Linked DNA regions of Gossypium hirsutum: region 1 is linked to region 2. Evidence: chromatin contacts called from public Hi-C data. All regions are on one chromosome and are shown on one strand. Each heading gives the region's core, a stretch centred on a gene start, on an enhancer-like site or on the middle of the called end of the contact. The rest is flanking DNA. Distances are from core to core; before and after follow the strand shown.

Region 1 (6,301 bases), core at 3,575-6,074, 360 kb after region 2:
AGACATGGTCGTGCACATTTGTTCCATCGATCGTATAGATGTAATCACATTATCTACAAGCAACATCCACACTAAATGCAAAAAAAATAAATTAATACATTTAAATTCGTTCCTACAATTTTTGTATTAATTAAATACAAATAATCATGCAATTTATCCTTTCATATGCGTGCAGATTGATTCATCGTTCTAATATGTTGTATGGTTTGAATTATCGGTCATGTGAATATATTAAATGTAACATACAATTATGAAGAATTTACAATGTGATACCTCTAATAATATATGCTTATATTTTTACCTTCTAATAAGAGAAAAAGTGTGTGAAAGAATTGAGAGCGATATTTGCAAGAAAATTAAGCAGCGCTAGAAGTGGTGCTAAAAGTAGTGTCAACTGTTTCAGGAGCTGCTAAAGAACAAAGATGAACATAATGATATGTTTACGCAGTTTGATTTCCTTATGTCTACAGGGTCTTGTCTAAAGCGATAGTCCATTATCTTAACACACCGTACACTAAGTAATTACAAATTCTAACACTTACCAAATTAACAACATCAATTTTACACCTAAGATCTAAATCTCTCCTTTAAGTTTTCTCTTTGAAAACTTATGCTAAAAACCTAGTAACTCACTTATTTTCACACTTAATTAACTCTTAATTACAAGTTCTTTACTGAACAAATAAGTGCTAAATCTCTCGGTATAGAACCTATACAAATCTAAAGTATTTAAACTACTTTTGATTTGTCACTGTTGGAATATGCCCAAAGACCAATAGATGATTTAATCACATACTTGTTCACTTAGTTTATTTATAAAAGGCATTGTTATTATTATTTCAATTTCTATTTGTGTTTATTAAATAGATTGTTTAATAATAAAGTCATAAGATTAATATGATCATTCTCAAATGTCCTTAGTCAAGTATTATTGTGGCTTGGATAAAAATAATGCATTAAGACAAATATGTAGATGATAAATTACAAAGTATTGTCATTGACATAGGGATGTCAAAGTCAATGCATAAGTACATATTAGAGAACAACAGATTGAACTGACCCACCATGATAATATTTCTTAGATTATTATGTAATAATAGTCACAACATTTCTCATAGTTATAACTATATGTTAGATCCTTAAACTTGAGATCGTCAATATTCTAATATCGTGAGTCATATGCTTTGACACAATCAAACATCTTTAGTAAAAGGTTGTACTATAAAGACTAATGTTGTGTGTGTCACAATATATGTAGTGGGATGTGAGTGATTAAGATAGGATTTGTCACTCCTACATAATGAGAGAAATATCTCTAGCCTCTTGATCGAGTGATGTCAGAAATGCATAATCATGCTCAAATTAGTTGATATGAGATATCACACTATTTGTGTATCTTAATCTACTTGAGGATCAAGAAATAAGATATTGGGCTATAAAGTGTGACTATTCCATGACTTGTGTTCAATCTAGATATAAATGGCAAAGAGATATACTACATAATAATGTTATCTTAGAAGATCCTATCGAACCACGGTTTCTGTAACTTGGGTAGTAATGATGATTGCTAAATGTCATTATATGTTTGTAACATTAGAATTATTTTTAATGTTTCTGCTAACGTTATAAGATTCTATAGGGTCACACCCTTTGTTGGGACTAAAGCTGTTCATGGTCGGGCCGAGCCCAACCAAAATTGTAGGCCCGTTTGCTAGGCCCGACCTCGCCTGAAAAATAGGCCTAAAATTTTGTCCAAGCCTAAACCAGATAAAAATGCTAAAACCCAGGCCTAGACCGTCCCGCCCATGTTAATTTTTTTATATTTTTATATTATTTTTAAATATATAAAATACATCAAAAATACTAAAAATATTAAAATAAATATTTCCCAACAAATTGAAAATAAATTTTAAAAAATATGTATACTTATAACTTTAAGATAGATTCAACTTAACAAGCAAATGTCTCTAAAATAATAACATAATTAACAATAAAACGAGTGTTATACAATATATCTAAACAATATGACAAAATTATAACAACATAATAGTGAAATTGTAGCAAAATAGGAGAAAATAAGATTAAAACAACAAAAAAGTAGCAGACTTTTTGTCCTTTTGTGAATTCGGGCTAGGCATGTCTTACCTAAGACCTGTCTTATTTTTTAAACGGACATTATTTTTTTGCCTAAACCTATTTTTTGAGCTTATATTTTTACCCAAACCCTTTCACTTTTTAGACGAGCCTTCGGGCCGGGCTGGATGGCCCAATTCATGAACAGGTCTAGTTGGGATTATCAAAATGCAAATTAAAGTTAGGATTATGTTTAACATGTCACAAGAGGTAAATTGATTATAGAAAAGTTATAATAAATAATTTAATTTGACAATACTAAAATTAAACATGATATGTGTACATATTTGTTGCACATATGCAGGGGGTTCGATTAAAATAATGTGAAATATATTTCATATATTTTAATGCGATAAATTTATTTTATTGAATTTTATTAAAAACTATTTTTAATAAAATTTGATTTTATTTTGAAATAAATTTGATATCCCCTTATGGAAAGGAGTATATCACATTTTTGGCAATAAATCGTAATATTCCTAAGGCTTAAATTTCCATTCAAAACAGTTTTAAATAAATGGAAGGATTAATCCCAACTTTAGGGTTACCAAAATTAAAACTAGCAACAAAATTTGTTCTCCCCAGAAAAGTTCTATGAAATTTTACTGATAAAAATCTTTCAAGTAGATTACGTAGAGGCTAAGATTTCGACATAGACAAAGGGCTATTATAGATAGATTGCACACATCTAAAATATTGGCAAAGACGATAGCACAAAAAAATTATTGACAAAAAATTCTAACTCTAAATATGACAAATTATGAAGGTGAACAACTCCAGATAGTGGTGGACACTACTCATCACACTCTTCAAAATTGTCTCAATACCATGTTAAGGGCAAATGATAGGCAGTATCTTTGGTAATCGATACCATACCACACTTGTAAATCATAAGGAGTCCAATTATTTCAGTAGTAGGAGCTTTAAACGCCATACATAACGCTTTTGAATAGGCATGCCAAAATAGTTTATTTTTAACTATAAGTTGTGGTTCTAACAAAATCATCTAACTATTGGAGATACAATTATCAAGATCTTTGTTTCTAGACATTTCCAGAATTAGTATATATGCCTTTGTTCAGTTAACGGAGAGGATGTAAGTTTTAGTATTTTGATGAATCTCATCTGCAATTACATTTTATAAAAGTTTGTGAATTGATTTTCCAATCATAATACTCATTTGGTTCCTACCGTATCCTTATTTTTTTAAGAATGCACCCAACGATTTAACGAGTAATTTTGGAAAACCAATTAACTAGGTTTTGTTATTGGTAGGGGTGAGTAAAATCCGATTCGATTCGAAAAACTCGATAAAAAATTTAAATTTTGAATTAAATAGTTCGAGTTATTTGAGTTAATCAAGTTATTCGAATCAACTCGAATAAAAAAAATAAGTTTTTCGGTTTAACTCGAATATGAATTATACAATTCGAGTTATCCGAAAATCCAAATAAGAAAAGACAAAACTGCGTAGTTTTGATAAATGTTTACTTTATTAAAAGTTATAATTCAAAATAATTAAGTTAAAAGGTAAAACTACGTCGTTTTGATAAATGTTTACTCATTAAATTAAAAGACTAAATCATTATATTATTCATGTAGTTAAATAATCTTGTACTTCATCTACTAGTTAAATAATCGCTCCATCTAAACATAACATTAAGTATAAATAATAGGATTCGTTAACTCGACTCGATTCGATTCGATTCGAAAAAATTTCAAATTGAGTTCGGTTGCTAAAATAGGATTTGTCAACTCGACTAATTCAAAAATTTTTGACTCGATTCAACTCAACTCAATCGAATACTCACCCCTAGTTATTGGTAAACCGTTTGTTGGAAGGCATATTAGTAGAGCTACATCTTCTATGTCGAAAATCACAAAACAACCTTAGTTTGAAAAATAATTATTTTGAAAAAATAAAATAAAATCCAATACCAATTGTGTATATTTTTTAAAAAAAATATTTATTCAAACAAATTAATTAAAAAACAATATTGAAGATAAAATATGCTTGAATGCATTGAATCCACATCCTCTTACAATGATAATAATATTAATACCAATTTAACTAAGATTTATTCAACAAAATTTGAAAATTTTATTTTATGGTAGAATTAAAAGTAACAAACGAAATAAAATTATAATTTTTTTTTCAAAATAACCTCTTTAAATAAAATTTTGAATATAGAATTTGATTTACACCCCTTTTAAAACTTTTTAAAATTTTAAAATTCTCAATTATTTTTACGTAAATGCATTTTTAAAATTTTAAAAACTTTAGATACAAATAAAAAAATCGACTTGCCTCGTCTCATTTAGTTGTCATTTCTATTAATGACTAGTTTATCATTGAAGTTGGAAATTACTTTTAAAAAATATCATAAAAAAATTGAAATGCTTTCAATAAAATAATTATTTTAAGCACGATGTTGAAGTTAAAAATATATATTTAAATGATATTAAAATTCATTAACATTACAATATATATATGTAATATATAAAGTTTTTTTTTTTGAATATGACTGATATTTATTGGCACAAGGCTCAAGGCAAAAAGATTGAGAAAACTCAGCACAGCTGTAACAGGAAAAAGCAAAGCACACAAAATCAACTAAAGGTACAGTAACATGAAACGACAAACAACAAAGAAAATAACACAGCTGTCAACATAAACAAAATAATAAAAGCACCTAGGGACAATCAAACTCAACAAGAAAAAGAAACGCCCAAAGCCAAGCAGCAAAATCATTCAAGCAATATCAGCCGACCATCTTCTTCAACTTCTGAGAGAGAAAAAAGATTAGTAAAGAAGAAGGACGGGAGCTTTGAATCCGATTTGGAGATTCATCGAACCTTTTCCATTATTCAAAGCGCATCAAGGGAGACTATGGTAACTCTGGTTTCAGTCCAAAATATCCTTCATATGTAATATATAAAATTAAATGATAATAAAATAAGAGAATGACCCATTTAAATCGATGTAAAATTAAGGTAGGATTACATTTTTTTAATATTTATTTGTACAATTAATATTTTAATAATTTAAATATTAAATTCATAAACATAATTATACTTGTAATGCACATAAATTTTAGAACCAATTTAATATCTTTATTTTATTAATCTAAAAATTGTATTTATTAATATTCATAACGATGTAACTAGATCTCTAATCTAATAAGATAATCTATTAAGTAGAAAGGAAAGCACGTTGTTATGTTTATGCTGAACGGTGGCGTTTAACACCAGACCAGTGTAAATTAAACGAGTTTTTCCGTTTGGGGAAAGAGAAAGGAAAAAGGAAAATGGGAGCGGAAGAAGAACAGAGAAAGCAAGAGAACGAACAACCAACCAATAATCCAATTACTGTATCCCAATTCCTCGCTTGGAAGCGCCAAAAGGTATCTCCTTCTTTTCCCTCTCTGTCTCTATTTTTCCTGTATTTAATCTTTAATTTTTCTTTCTAATGATTTAATGCCAATTAGGGTTTTACGTATTTTCCACTTTCTTATTATGTGTTGAATTTAATTTCCAGTTTATGCCCCAAAACTAATGGAACTAAACATTGGATAATTTCGATTTAATATTATATTAAAATTTTTGGGGCAGCAGAGTCCTAAAAAGAAACTAAATTGTCCAGTTTTCTTAATTTTTGTTCAATTACTTCCCTTTTCATATCGGTTGTTCGAACTCAGTTTAGGTTTTTTTCATGTTACAATTCATGTCATTTTGCAGGATGCAGAAACATCAGCTAAGAAAGCTGAGGCAGCTAGAAAGCGTGCTGAAGATATAGCAGCCGGAACCGTGCAAATGAACGGACGGGAGCTTTTCTTACATGAACCTTGGGTTTTTGATAACTCCCAATATTAAGTTAGTTTCAAGGAATGACCATGAAACATTGATTTCAGTAGGTGATACTGCATAGATGCTCTGCCTCTTGAGTTCCCGGTCTTAAATGTCTGTTTATTCAAGAGAAAGTAAAATAAGTCCTATTGGAAAAACAGGTAATTTCTAGGTTTCCGGTTACAGTGTCGACAATGTATTAAATCATTTTACTCTTTCCCATTTGTTGATGCTTAGACTACCTGGATCAATTTATTATTGCCATATTGTTCGATGAACTCTTTTTTGTTACTGTTTTATGGATTTAGCATTTGATTGCCAT
Region 2 (6,400 bases), core at 2,457-4,956:
TTCTAGTTAGAAATATGAAGCCAACGTAGAGAGCGCCCCTCAATTGCATCATTAGCCTATTACAACTTCCGTTTTGAATGGATCTCATTGTTTTTTCGCTCGGTTAATTTGATGTATCCTTTTGATAACAGCTTGTCTTGTTTTATCATTTCTCACTCTTTGATTAAAAGTTTATGCAACATAGGTTAACCATGCAGTTTTCTCTTTCTATTTCTTTTTTTATTAAGGTTTCCTTGGCATTTAAGTAATAGTATCTTAGTTAACATTCCATACAGACAGAGAGAGAAAGTAACAGATAAACTTTTTCTTATTGCACCAAAAAAAAAAAAATCGAACTTAATACAAAGACAAACCCGTCTGTCCATATTTTCACAACAAACTGAAGACGGTAAAAACTGGAAATGAGTATTGTATATCTATAGCACACCTACCTAACCTAATCATCTGCAGGGACTTGCAGCTACTTTGCTGCACCCATATGAAAAATCAACTGGACGACAGCTAACCTTCGGAGCTATTGGTCCAACATTGTAACCAGAACAATCGTAGATGGTGATGTCAGTAGTGATGCAAAAAGACGGCCCTGGAAAACTTAATAGAAAAAAAAATTTAACATTTATCGAGAGTCGGAAAGAGGGCTAGCATACAGGATCCGATGTTACCTCTATACTTAAAAGGACATATATCAAGTCAACATGTCATCTAACTTCTGCCTGTATTGAGCCAACCTCTGCAAAAGTTATTGGTAGAAGTATTAGTCCTCTTAAATTGAGCTTAATAATCCTAGGTAAAAGGGTTGAAAGAGTCATCAAAAACAAGAGGATAAAGAGATAAGTATATCCTAATGCAAAGTTTCTTGTTTTTCCTCTTGAGGTCGAGATCTCTATGGTATCAATGGTAAGATAGAAAACAAAGCATAGTGTCAACATGATGAATTCAGCAAGAAAAGCTTCTTTCATAATCAAGTTATTTCCAAGTAAAGCTACTTTTATGATAGAAAGCTATGGCCATATGTGGATATATAGATAACACCTTCCTTTCTGCACAGAAGTTCCGAGGCCATTCCTCAAGCTCTAAGACTTTAAGCATGGACCAAGGAAAAGTTTGAAAACCCAAACATTTCTTGATTCCCTACCTCCTTTCCTTCTCAAAAAGTACTGAAAAAGCAACTACTTGGTCCTTTGTTATTTCCAAAGCTCTTTTATAAATTTCTTGCTTCATGAAGCAAAATCACATATATAAAAGCAGTAGAACAAACTAATTTTACACAGGTCCATGACATATCAATAATAATGCTGAGAGGAAGTTGCATACCCTAGTGTAAGCGTAGACTCCAGCCTCTGTTGGTGCTACTGGACTTCCCCTCCTAATGAACTTTCCCTCTTTAAAAATGTAAAGCATGGGTATCCCAGTGGATAGTTCTAAAGTAATAACCTGTCCCGTGAAGAATACAAAATGAATACAGCATAATAAGAAAAAGAGTACTAGGAAAAATTGAAAACATCCCGAATGGAACCGAAAGAAGGATCCATACCTCCTGGGAGGTTAGTTTGTCAAGATACATGATAATGGATCTTAATGAATTCCCATGGGCAGAAATCAAGATATTCTTTCCAGATAAAAGTTGGGGTTCAATCTGCAAATTAAGATTTGCTATGAGGCGCTACTATGTCGTATTAAAGGACTTCAATCATTTGATGATAGATAAAACCGGATATAGAAGTTACATTATCTCTGAAATATGCAACAGCTCTTTCAGCACACATTTCCAAACTCTCGCCATTGGGTGGGGGTATATCATAACTTCTGCGCCACTCGTGAACTTTTTCATGACCAAATTTATCCGCAGTTTCCTGTTTATTCAGACCTTGTAATTCTCCATACCTGCACGAAGAAGATAGTAAATGACTGATTCATGCAAGAAAAATGAAAAAAATCTGAGGCAGCCAATAAGAGGACGTCAGAAAGGCATTGGCAATATGACTTGATTAGTCATGATATGGAGAAAAAGAAAAAAAAGATTACATTCTTTCATTCAATTTCCAAGATGTTATAACAGGAATCGATTGTTCTATGGTGTCTTCACTGTATATTTTACTCCACGCTCTTGCTCGCTCATCCTCATTATGAAGGATAATTGGCACCTATCATCAGGTCAATATTAATAGGTTATCAGTCTAATCAATCAAAGAATGACAAAATAACTGCTCTTGGACTTCTAGTAAGTAGATATGAGGTTTTAAATAACTTCGAAACCATCTAACCAAGTCAGTGGTTTTATCAATGGCAGCATCAACTGCCAAGTATCATCAAGTCACCTTCTTGCGGCGATGTCGAGTCATGGCTAGCATAGCAGTCATCTGTGCACGAATTAGTGACGATGTGTATATCATGTCAACAGGTATGTTGCTGATTCTATGACCAGCTTCAATTGCCTCTTCTACTCCCTTATTGGTTAATGGCACATCAGCACAACCTGTAAAAAGGTTCTTCTCATTCCATAAAGACTCACCATGGCGAATCAGTATCAAAGCTACCTCATCTGCAATGAATATCCCGAAAATTAAAGATCAGAATATTCCCCCCAAAAAAGAACCTAATTCTTGTTCCCCAAGTTATGAGGAAATACCAAATCACTTGCATTAGTTGGAATCAATAGTGCAGTTCGATGGCTTATAATCATGAAGGAAGATGGAGCATTGTCATTTGGTATATTATTTGCTAACTGAATTAGAAACTATGTCTAGGACAATCTGGCTTACTTGATTTCATGTGAGAATCAACGGTGTCACTACTTGAGGGAGCTAAAAGAGGACCAACAACAGAGGTTTGAGACGTTGATGCTTGAATAACGTTGAATTTCCTCTTTCCCGAACTATAAATCCCTCTCTTTGAGAACTCAACTTCCAACTTAAACCCCTTGGGAAGCAACCGTACCGAACGGTTCCCGACATTGCAGTGAGTTCTGGAATTGCTGAGAAGCTGAAGAGTTCCTCCAACTGTTTGTTGCAACATAGCATTGGCCATTCTGAAAATCCAAAATAAGCAAAGCAAAGTGCAAATCTAAGAACACCTTCAATAACTAGACAAAAATGAAGCACAAATAGGAAAAAAGAAAGTCATCATTATAGACAAACAAAACACCAATGATTATGCCACTAAGGGATTTTATTCATTCTAAATAAGTAGTTAAATTAGGGTTAAAGGCAAATTTAACAAAGCTCAAATCATCATTAAAAGAGAGGCAACAAACTCAAGAAAAATAAAAAACTTGCAAAGCCATTCATTTAAAGTGAAGAAAGGGCAAATATCTTGGCCGCCAAGAAGACGATCATAGAAACAAGAATTTAGCAAACACCCTATATTTTATAAAATATGACAGATCCAAGAAATAAAAAAGGGAACTCCGATCAAAAGCTCAAAGTTAACATTTCCCATATGGGGTTTTGTTCCATCAATCAAATACACAGTAAAAGTTTCAATACAGAAAAAATGAAGAAGAAAGAAGAAAGCAAACCTTGAAAGACAACAAGTGAGAAGCAAGAAACGCAATGCTGAAAGAGAAAGATGGTATTTAGCGTTGATGGGTACCTGGAAAAACTGACTTTGGGGTGGGGTTTATATAAGAAAACTATAGTTGCAGTTTTTGTTGTTTCTTCAGTAACCTTGAAAAAGCTGGGATTTTCTTGGGTGTTTTCTTGATTTTGTTTTCCCACGTTTTCTGTCTTCTTTTTCAAATTCTGTTATTAGTTATTGAAATATACATAAATTTTGAATTTAATCATTTTTAATCATTATCTTTTTAAAGTTAAGATTTTAATCCTAATTACATCTAAATTTATTATCCAAAATGGCATGATTTTTTTATGAGTATTTTAAAAATAGCAAGCTAAAAAATTGTAATGTATTCGAGTGACTTTTAAAATTTATAATGCGTTTCTTTTCTAAAATATTTTTTTTATTATAGACATTTGTCAGTCTCTTGATACTAAAAGAGGCATAAGATAATTTTTTAAGACTACTTAAAAAGTGAAAAAGTATTATTGATATATCAAATATTAATCTTTTTATAATTAAAACTTTATTATAATAAAAAGGAACACAATGCGTCACCATTATTAATTTCCAAATTTAAAACATATTTAAAATTACAAGTAGAATTATAAAATATATGATTCAAATGATAATCAAAATTAAATTTGGAAAACTTGAAAGGTAAATACTATGTTTGACAACCCTTGATGAGATTGTAAGGACCATACGCTACTTCAACTCCAACAAATGAATAAAGAAAAAGAAGCAACCCTTCAAAGCCTCAAGGTTAAAGCACCTAACTCCATTTTCCAATTCTCCAACCCCCCATCTTTTGGTGGGTTTTTATCTTACACGTGCTTAATGTATCATTCAAGGGCCTTTTTTTTTGTCACACCTACCAAAACCTACCCCAAAATCTGAGGTCTTTGACCAATTTATATTTTGCTTTGTTTTTTTTCCAAGGTAAAAAAGGGGACACTTCATGTTTATGGGGGCCTAATACTTCTTTGCTGGCATCCTAAAGAATATGCTCTAGCATTGTTCTTTTGCCATGGGCTGTTAGGAATCCTGGCCTTTTGCCTTAAAGTTATCCAAATCATATAAAAACTAAATTAAGGTATAACCCAAGTGCAAAAGACCTCTATGGTTTCAACAAATCCAAAACTTATATAATAAATTGTTTTGGGGATTGGAAAATAAATTGGAAGTAAATTCCTGCTGGATGTAAATTATTTCAATATTATGAAATATTGGAAAGAGCATTTATATAAACAAAATCAACGTTTGCAAATTGCTTAGATCTATATGTGGATTTAAGTAAGTATTCTGCTCATCAAATTAAAAATTTGATCAAGCAATCAAAATTTTTAGATTTGAGTAAAACTTAAATGAACCTTGTGTTTATAAACATATTAGGGATGGAAAGGTGATCTTTCTCATTTTAATGTTGATAACATTTTACTCATTGGAAATTGTATAGGGACATTGTTATCGATTAAATTGTGATTAACTCAACAATATAACATAAAGGACTTGAGAAATCCTAACTTTGTTCTAGGTATTCAAGTACTAAGGGATAAAAAAAAAACCAAAATGATAACATTATCACAAGCTTCATACATGGACAAAATATTAGAAAGTTATGCAAATACAGATTCAAAGAAGGGAACTCAACCCTTTGTAGTATGGCTTCATCTTTCTTTGGAGGACTGTCTTAAGATAGTAAAAGAAAGAGAGTACATGAGAAAAGTTCATTATGCTTCGGTAGCAAGAAGTTTCATGTACGCTATGTTATGTACACGTTCAGATATTTGTTTCACAATAGGGTTGGTGAGTCGATATCAAGCGAATCTCGGTCAAAGACACTGGTAACATTACAACAAGATAGGTTAATAGTGACACTCGAGAACTCTAATGAGACACGAAATGGCGTTGTTATAGAGTTTGGCGACGCATTCGCATGCGTCACCACTGGGTATGTCTTCTTAGGGTTGGCGATGCAAAAACTCACACGTCTACATAGCTCAGCCAATGAAGATGCATCCATTGTGTCTCTACATCTAGTTAGTGGAGACGCATTTACGTGACTCTATAGCTCAATCTATGGTGATGCGAGACATGCATCTTCACTGTGTCAGTAGAGAAGCATCCACTGTGTCTCTACCTTTAGTTAGTTAAGACGCATGTATGCGACGCTATAGCCCAGTCTATGGTGACGCGAGACATGCATCTTTATAAGCATATCAATTGAGATGTATCCATTGTGTCTCTACCTTTAGTTAGTGGGGACACATGTGTGCGACACTATAGCTCAGTTTGTAGAGACGTATTGTCTGCGTCTTGATAGCATTGTTAAAGGAGACATATTATTCGTGTCTCTACTTCTGGTCAGCGAAGACACATATTTGTGTTGCATTGTTTGTGTCTCTATAACCTTTTTAGAGAAGACGCATACTTTGTGTTTGTAACACCCCTATACCCGGTTTCACCCAAGGAACCTGATATAGGAATATTACATTTTGTGCCAAAGTGATTTTGGCTAATCACTAATATATTTGAACATTAAAAAAAAGTTTTCACTAAATTAACTTATATTTTAGTCCCTACTACTTGGTACACAGTTGATCTTCCTAAGTACATGCCATTCTATTTAAAATATTGAAACATACCCTCTTGGCACTTGGAGATGTGATGAGATGGATGCTCACAACCTCAACAACAATTCTTCAAAATCACTATACCTACGCGTTGAAAATAAACACGTTAAGTCGGTGAAAACTTAGTAAGTACCGATGATATTCAAATTCTATTAAATTTCTTAATTCCCAATATATCATTTCTTTGTTTATTTATCATATTCATTTGT

What was found. A called contact is a pair of places that touch in the nucleus more often than the background predicts.
Region 1: a contact with region 2 is called in a Hi-C map of leaf, with 1.8 times the contacts expected there. The contact joins the promoter of LOC107962458 here to the promoter of LOC107962433 in region 2. A contact is called at or near these places in 2 of 34 Hi-C or Micro-C datasets (both in leaf).

Annotation. Positions count from the first base shown.
Region 1 is chrA06:5,629,828-5,636,128 of Gossypium_hirsutum_v2.1, forward strand. LOC107962458 (zinc finger CCCH domain-containing protein 15 homolog) reads left to right here and starts at 4,825. Exons shown (of 3, transcript XM_016898859.2): 1 at 4,825-5,026; 2 at 5,386-5,537; 3 at 5,872-6,257. The coding sequence starts at 5,442. The coding sequence ends at 6,006.
Region 2 is chrA06:5,266,803-5,273,202 of Gossypium_hirsutum_v2.1, forward strand. It overlaps LOC107962433 (2,3-bisphosphoglycerate-dependent phosphoglycerate mutase 1), which reads right to left and starts at 3,707. Exons shown (of 9, transcript XM_016898828.2): 1 at 3,518-3,707; 2 at 2,763-3,028; 3 at 2,319-2,542; 4 at 2,026-2,144; 5 at 1,728-1,884; 6 at 1,535-1,636; 7 at 1,315-1,434; 8 at 663-730; 9 at 302-591. The coding sequence starts at 3,027. The coding sequence ends at 686. LOC107962435 (phosphatidylinositol transfer protein 3) reads left to right here. Exons shown (of 7, transcript XM_016898830.2): 7 at 451-1,166.